Regions from separate parts of the Oryza sativa genome. Here region 1 is linked to region 2. Evidence: chromatin contacts called from public ChIA-PET data. All regions are on one chromosome and are shown on one strand. Each heading gives the region's core, a stretch centred on a gene start, on an enhancer-like site or on the middle of the called end of the contact. The rest is flanking DNA. Distances are from core to core; before and after follow the strand shown. Region 1 holds the start of BZIP39 (bZIP transcription factor 39-like). Region 2 holds the start of LOC4338771 (cysteine proteinase inhibitor 3-like).

Evidence for each region. ChIA-PET counts read pairs in DNA pulled down with a chosen protein or histone mark.
Region 1: an RNA polymerase II ChIA-PET map of leaf shows a contact between it and region 2, with 3 times the contacts expected there. The contact joins the promoter of BZIP39 here to the promoter of LOC4338771 in region 2. A contact is called at or near these places in 2 of 15 Hi-C or Micro-C datasets (panicle and seedling) and 2 of 4 datasets of contacts at active chromatin or transcription factors (both in leaf).

The regions. Positions count from the first base shown.
Region 1 is chr5:20,217,437-20,220,655 of ASM3414082v1, reverse strand. It overlaps BZIP39 (bZIP transcription factor 39-like), which reads left to right and starts at 1,354. Exons shown (of 2, transcript NM_001402531.1): 1 at 1,354-2,995. The coding sequence starts at 1,525.
Region 2 is chr5:20,084,149-20,087,790 of ASM3414082v1, reverse strand. LOC4338771 (cysteine proteinase inhibitor 3-like) reads right to left here and starts at 1,838. Exons shown (of 4, transcript NM_001402530.1): 1 at 1,528-1,838. The coding sequence starts at 1,752. It also overlaps the pseudogene LOC107277831.

The DNA of each region.
Region 1 (3,219 bases), core at 105-2,604, 130 kb before region 2:
TGATAACATATTATATGGAAATAATATTAGAAAATAAACATATTTTAATTGTTATTTAGAGAAGAGTGCACAGTGACTCTATTTTGTGTAGACTTGACCATACGAGGTAGTGTAGGATTTGATTGGTTGCAAGAATGAGATTAAAAGAATATTTTAGATTATATGTATGTTGTCATATGAATAATCCAATTATTTTAGGTAAAGCAAACATCGTAAGTTTGCCATCATCGAGGTTGGGCTATTACATTTAAGATGTTCCAATTTTCTAATTTTCTGATTGTCATCGATATGGTTATGCATGAAAAACGTATATTATCATTATGTTTTTTCACCCGTCGCAATACACGGGGCTTGTTTGCTAGTCTATATAGAAGTTCAAATAAAGAGATTCGAAAAAATTGGCCACGTTCCAAATGAGGCCCTACAATGAAGCTGTACACATTGTATCATGTAGTAGATTGAGTGTCCATTAGCGCACACCAGTGGATTTTCAAATACTAGTATAATACTACCTTCTTGTCATTTTGATTGTAGCCTTTAAGTTCCGGGATAGATATAAAAGACTCAATTATTGTGGTGCTAAATACAAATATTGACGAGAAATGATGAGTAAAAATCGTATGGAGTTCTCCCTCCATTCTTTTTTTACTTGTCATTTAGAAATTAGGATGTCATAATAAACTAACGAATGCAACTTTTATAAAATTACGAGTTTAGATTTTAATCGTGTAGATTGGTTGCAAACATATCTAGCATAGGAACTATCTAGCATGGGAACTATTATATAAGAAACAAAAAAAATGTAGTTTTTCTAAAAATGTTATATCACATCGCTAAAAAAAAATTGCGTGGAAAAATCGGTTTTGCACTACAAGAGGTTTAAGTGAACATGTACATGAAAACCCCTTTCAGAGTGAAGGTGAAAATAAGCAGATTCAAGAGGGCGTATATGGAAAATTCAATAAAATACGCACAACAAACTTATCCCGAATAGTCACAGTTCCTGCACCACCCACCAGAACCTTCCCGATCAAAAACCTCGTAACACCATTCTTACCTTTCTCGTCTTTACCCACCTCACCTACACCTAACCACCGTGGGCCCGAGACCCCACCATACCAGCGCACACAGTTCCAGGCGCCTTAAGTTGTGCGTTACTCGCGTCGTCCTAGCACTTTTCAGCCACTCTCCACCAACGGCAATGCTAGATCTAGCCATTCACCCCCACCCCCCCCCCCAACACACACAGTCACCCACTCACCTCGACAAATATGGCAATGACTTGTGGGCCCAGATCTACGTGGGCCCCACGTGTCACGGGGGTAAACCCAGCCAGCGTCTGGAAAACATACAGGTAGGGGGGAAAGAGCCGGATCACCACGCCTCGAGCACGAGCTCGTCAACGACTCCGTCGTCTCGTCCACCTCCGAATTCCAAATTTTCCATACCCTTCCTCCCAGTCCTTACACCTCTCGATGCAAAAACCCTAGCGGGGGAAGCACCACCTGCGCAGCCGCAGCGGCCATGGCGGAGCCGGCCCTGCTGGACCCCACCGCCGCCTTCGACCTCCGCCTCTACCCGGCCCACCTCTTCGACCACGAACTCCCTCTCGCCGGCGGCGGCGGCGGCGACGACGACGACGACCTCCCGCTCGACGGGCTCGAGTTCGACCTGCCCGGCGATTTCTCCGTGGAGGACTTCCTCCTCCGGTCTCCGGAGCGGGACGACTCCGGCGAGGGCTCTGCTGCCGGATCCGGGCCCACCGCCTCCCCGTCGTCGTCCCCGACCACCTCGGCGTCCAACTCCGCCGTCGCCAACGGCAGCGGCGGCGAGGTCAAGCACGAGGAGTCGGATGAGGGGAGGAGCGGTGGGGGTGACCCCAAGTGGAGCCTGAAGCGGAAGCAGGCGAGCCCCGGCCCGAGCTCGGACGCGGCCAAGTGCCGCCGATCCGGGGACGGCGACGTTTCTCCGTCGGCGTCGGCGTCGCGGACCGCTGTGGATTCCGACGAGGGGGGGACGGTGTGCGAGGAGGAGGAGGACGAGCGGCGGGCGGCGCGGCTGATGCGGAACCGCGAGAGCGCGCAGCTGTCTCGGCAGAGGAAGAAGCGGTACGTGGAGGAGCTGGAGGAGAAGGTGAAATCGATGCACTCGGTGATTAATGACCTCAATTCTAGGATCTCCTTTGTCGTGGCCGAGAACGCAACACTGCGGCAGCAGCTTAGTGGCGGCAGTGTGAATTGCCCACCACCTGGGGTGTATCCGCCGGCGCCAATTCCCGGCATGCATTTCCCATGGATGCCTGGGTATGCAATGAGACCCCCTGGTTCCCATGTACCTCTTGTGCCAATCCCCCGGTTGAAGCCGCAACAGCCAGTGCCTTCATCCAAAGTAGTGAAGAAACCAGAGAGCAAGAAGACTGTGGAGAACAAGAGTAAGAGCAAGACCAAGACCAAGAAGGTGGCTAGTGTTAGCCTTCTTGGTTTGCTGCTTATTATGCTTGTCTTTGGTGCTTTCATTCCAGGGTTTAATCATAACTTTGGAATGTGTGGGCAGAGTGATAATGCTATGTTTAGGAATTTTGGTCAGTCTCATGCTAGGGTGTTGAGTGTCAGTAGCCAGGATAAAAGTAGTTTGAACAATAGCGACATGATTGGTGTTGATGTTGGAAAGATGACGGGGAATACTGATGGGCCAGGGAAGAAACATCAGCCTGCACACAACTCAAGTGAGATCCTCCCTGCTTTGTTGTATGTGCCGAGGAATGGAAAGCATGTTAAGATCAACGGCAACCTGATTATTCATTCTGTGCTTGCAAGCGAGAAAGCAGTGGCACATAAGGCCTCAAAAGATGATAGTGATCAGTCAGCTAGAGATCACAAAGAGACTAGTGTTGCCATAGCTCGTTATCTTTCGCTGCCTGGAAAGGATGTGAATCGACAGGAGACATCCTCGGCAGATGGACCATTGCCACAATGGTTTCGTGAAGGAATGGAAGGTAAGCAGATTAATATGTTTGCCAATCTTCTATTCTTGTTTTCTGCGAATTTGTGATAGTTCAATTTTTAATTTTGTATTTCGACCAGAGCCATGGTTTGTTTGTCGAATACAAATATTCTTGTGTATGCTACTGAAGCTGTGAAGTTTATTGCCTTTATTATTTACTCAGATATGTAATATGTAAATATAAATACTAACACTATATAGTGGTCCATGTAATTT
Region 2 (3,642 bases), core at 589-3,088:
CGGCGAGTGGCGGTCGAGTGAAGCAGCCGCCACCGCCGCTTCCGTCATCGATCGAAACCGCCGTTTTCTCATGATGCCGTCATCTCTGTTGCTTTGCTCGATCTGGCCGTCAACACGAAGCAATTACTGTTGGATCTTTGTCATCCTTCGATTTTTGCTTAGCACATGCAGATCGGAGAAATAATGGATGGTTTTTTTTTTTTTGCAACTGTATTGGATTTGGGGATTTTCTTAATTTCCTTGTATTCTCCTTCCTTCTCTTCTTGTTGCAAATCCGTTGATTTGGGGATCTCTTTCCTCGTGTTCTCCTTTCTTTTTCTTTTCTTGATTCACGAATGACTTTTTCATGGGAGGCTAGACAGTACAATTATTTTGGTTGGAGAGAAGGTGCAGTTATGCTCAGATTTGTTTCTTGCCATGAACAAGTTCATTCTCAGGCTACCTGACCGGGCAAGCACTCATGTCTCTCAGGCACACAAATTTATTAGGCATGTTGCTGAAGGCACCAACCAAACAGGCCCGAAATCCTATCAATAGATTTTCAAGGAAGAAGTTAACAGGAAGATATAAGGAAAAAATACAACCACCACCAAGGATATAAATGTCCTTTCGCCCTAGAACTAACACCGTCAAACCAGGCGTCAAAACTGAGGGCAACCGGCTTCCTCGTTTTCAAAAAGTGAGAGTAAAATTGCAAACCCTAAAAAGTGAGGGTAAAACAACAGTTGAGGTTAAAAGTGGGGGCATGGATACAATTGTCCCCTTAAAATTCAGTTTCCATGGAGGCAAGCCAAGGATCTAATAGCCTCATTGGATGATACAGCTCACTTAGGCTTGTTAATTATTGGTTATGCTCCTTTTTTGGTCTAGCCTCCCAGTTTAGTGCTTTCTAGATTTTTTTTACTACTAGCATGTTTCAGTTTTCTAGCAGGTTGGGGTTTGTCCAACCGCTTACTACGGTTTCGGCTCGATGCACCAAATGCAGAGGCTGTAAATGTTAGTATTACTCATCTTCCATATCTTAAAAAAGAAAAGGAACATTTGACCCAAAAAAAACCCAACTTATCTTAAAAAAGAAAAGTAACTCAGAACAACAGGGCACGATACTATAGTCGCAAATAAGGCACACGCATAATTGTGTGATCATCATTGATCAGTGCTAGCTGTTTACAGCTTGAAGCAAAAACATCAAATTGCCAAGGTTCTATACGATTCCAACAATTTCATTGCACAAATCGTATGTTCCTACTTAAGTCAACGGAACCAGGACTAGCTAGTGATTCTAACATTATCAGCAGTAGATTAATGTCTTAAATCTGCACCGCGCTGACCAGACCTAAGTGATAAAGTGAAGCGCTCTCGCGAGATAATGCAATCTACTCCGGTTCATGGACCTAATTTAACCTGTTTGTAAGGAGACTAGTAGACCTATATCTGCGTAAGCTGATGCGGTTCTCCGATTTATAAGAACTAAATAAAAGAAAATCCAACGGAATTGAACTCGAGGGGAAGGCGCAGAAAGCGGACCTGGTTCTTGTTGTACTCCGCGACGGCGAAGCGCGCCGCGTCCTCCGCCTCGGCCTGCTCGCGGCGGATCGCGGCGAGCATGCCCCGCACGAGGACGCTCTCGTCGCCCCCGAGGTGGAACCCGGCGGCGCGGGGGGCGGCCGCCGCCACGGCCAGTAGGAGCAAGGCGGCGGCGGCGGCGGCGGGTGCGCCGGAGCAGCAGCAGAAGCCGCGGCGGCGAAGCATCGTCGTCGTTGAGTCGTCCTAGTACTACTACTGCTCCGATCCCGAGCTTTCCTTTCCTCTCCGGTTGGTTGGTTCGCGTCGGCGTGTGGTGCTTGGCTACTTCGGGTTGGGGAAAGCGAGCCGCGGGTGGGGACAGGGTTGGCGTGGAGGGGACAAAGACGTGTCGCCTAATCTGGCCCGTCCGATCGTTGGATCGGGCGGTAGGTCAGTGAGGAGTTCGACCGGGACGCGGAGCGATTTGGCTGTGTCCGGCGCAGACACGCAGTAAAAAAAAGCGAGCAAGCCGAACAGCATGCCAAATTGCCAATATGGCACGATTCTTCGCCGTTTGTTCCGTTCCATGTAGTTGTATACTCAAGAACATCAGTGATTGTTCTCAAAGAAAAAAAGAACATCAGTGGTATAGATCATACGGAAAAGTCTGAAAAAAAATCACAATTCAGCCAAAAGAAAAAGGACAAAAACGTCTAAAAAAATCAGAATTCGGGGAAAATAATATGAGATTTAGAACCCTTTGAATCTTTGAATCGTAGGAATGTGAAAATGGATCAACATGAAAAATTAAGAAATCTAACATAAATGTAAATGTAAAATAAAGGATTACAAAACACAGAAATAGTTGTTTGATTGAATTGTGGGAAAAATATAGGAATCAGATAAGAGAAATAGACTCAAAGAAAATTTTCTAACATGTAGGAGCTCTTGCTATAGGATTTTGAAAGATTTAATCCTTTGTATCAAAAGGCTAAATAGGAAAAAAAATAATATTTGAATCCTATGAAATTTTTATACAAATCTTTTGATTCAAAAGGGCCCTCGATGGCATAGAGCATGGCGAATGAACTACCATGAATCATTGAGCTATGAATCCTTTCACATCACTACCGGTAGAACAGTGAACTTGCACTATTCGATTTAATAAAAGGTGATTTTGGAAGATGGAAGGTAGATTATTCTGATTTCAACACACAAAAATGAGATCACGATTGAGAAAACAAATAACGATCACATGCAGCTGGGTCATCTGATTTAACCCAAGGATTGTGGCAGGCCCCAAGGATATGTAGTAATATCACGTATGGTAACAAAACAGAGCATTAAAATATATCACAACAAATGTATCCAAATGATAATAAGGGTCCAGCTTCAGCTGACCTTTGACCTCACAACCAAGTTGATGCTTATACATGGAAGTTCTAATGGAAAGTTACATAAGTTCAGATAAACCGCCAAGCTAAACCATTTGGTTGCTCGACTCCGTGTTCAAAATAATGAAGCCGCAATACGTCTGTTCAAAGTGTAAAGTCAACCTGACAAGAGAAACATTTTGAAGCTAATTGGAGAATAAGGTAGGAGCTAGTTGATCTAAATATGATTAATCGTCTTACTCAACCTTCAAGACCTGCAACTTTGAGTCCCACTCACCATCATCCTCTTCCTCCTTGCCATCATCATCAAGGTCCCTCTCAGGGTCATTCTATATTAGTAACCCAAGCACATCCACCAAGTTCTTACCACTCTTCATAATATCCTTCACCTTATCAATCTCTTCATCAGAGATGTAATTCCTGTTGATATTTAGTTGCACAAAACATGACTTGTTAGCGATTGCATGGGCAAAACACCGAGCTCCCATCCTCCGCAACATATTCTTTGCTAACATCAAGCTCCTTCAGATCCTGGTGCCCATCTTCCAATGCTTTTGCAATTACCACAGCACCATCATCCTTCAGTCCATTTTCAGCCAATGTCAACTTTTTGAGTGATTGAAGTGTTGTTAGGCATTCTGCCAAAGCTTGGGCTTCTTTGGCGTTAATCTTATTTCTAGCCATTTCAAGAACCTCAATCTGAGGTGTCAATTGTTTGCGGGTATTGACAATTGCTAATGTG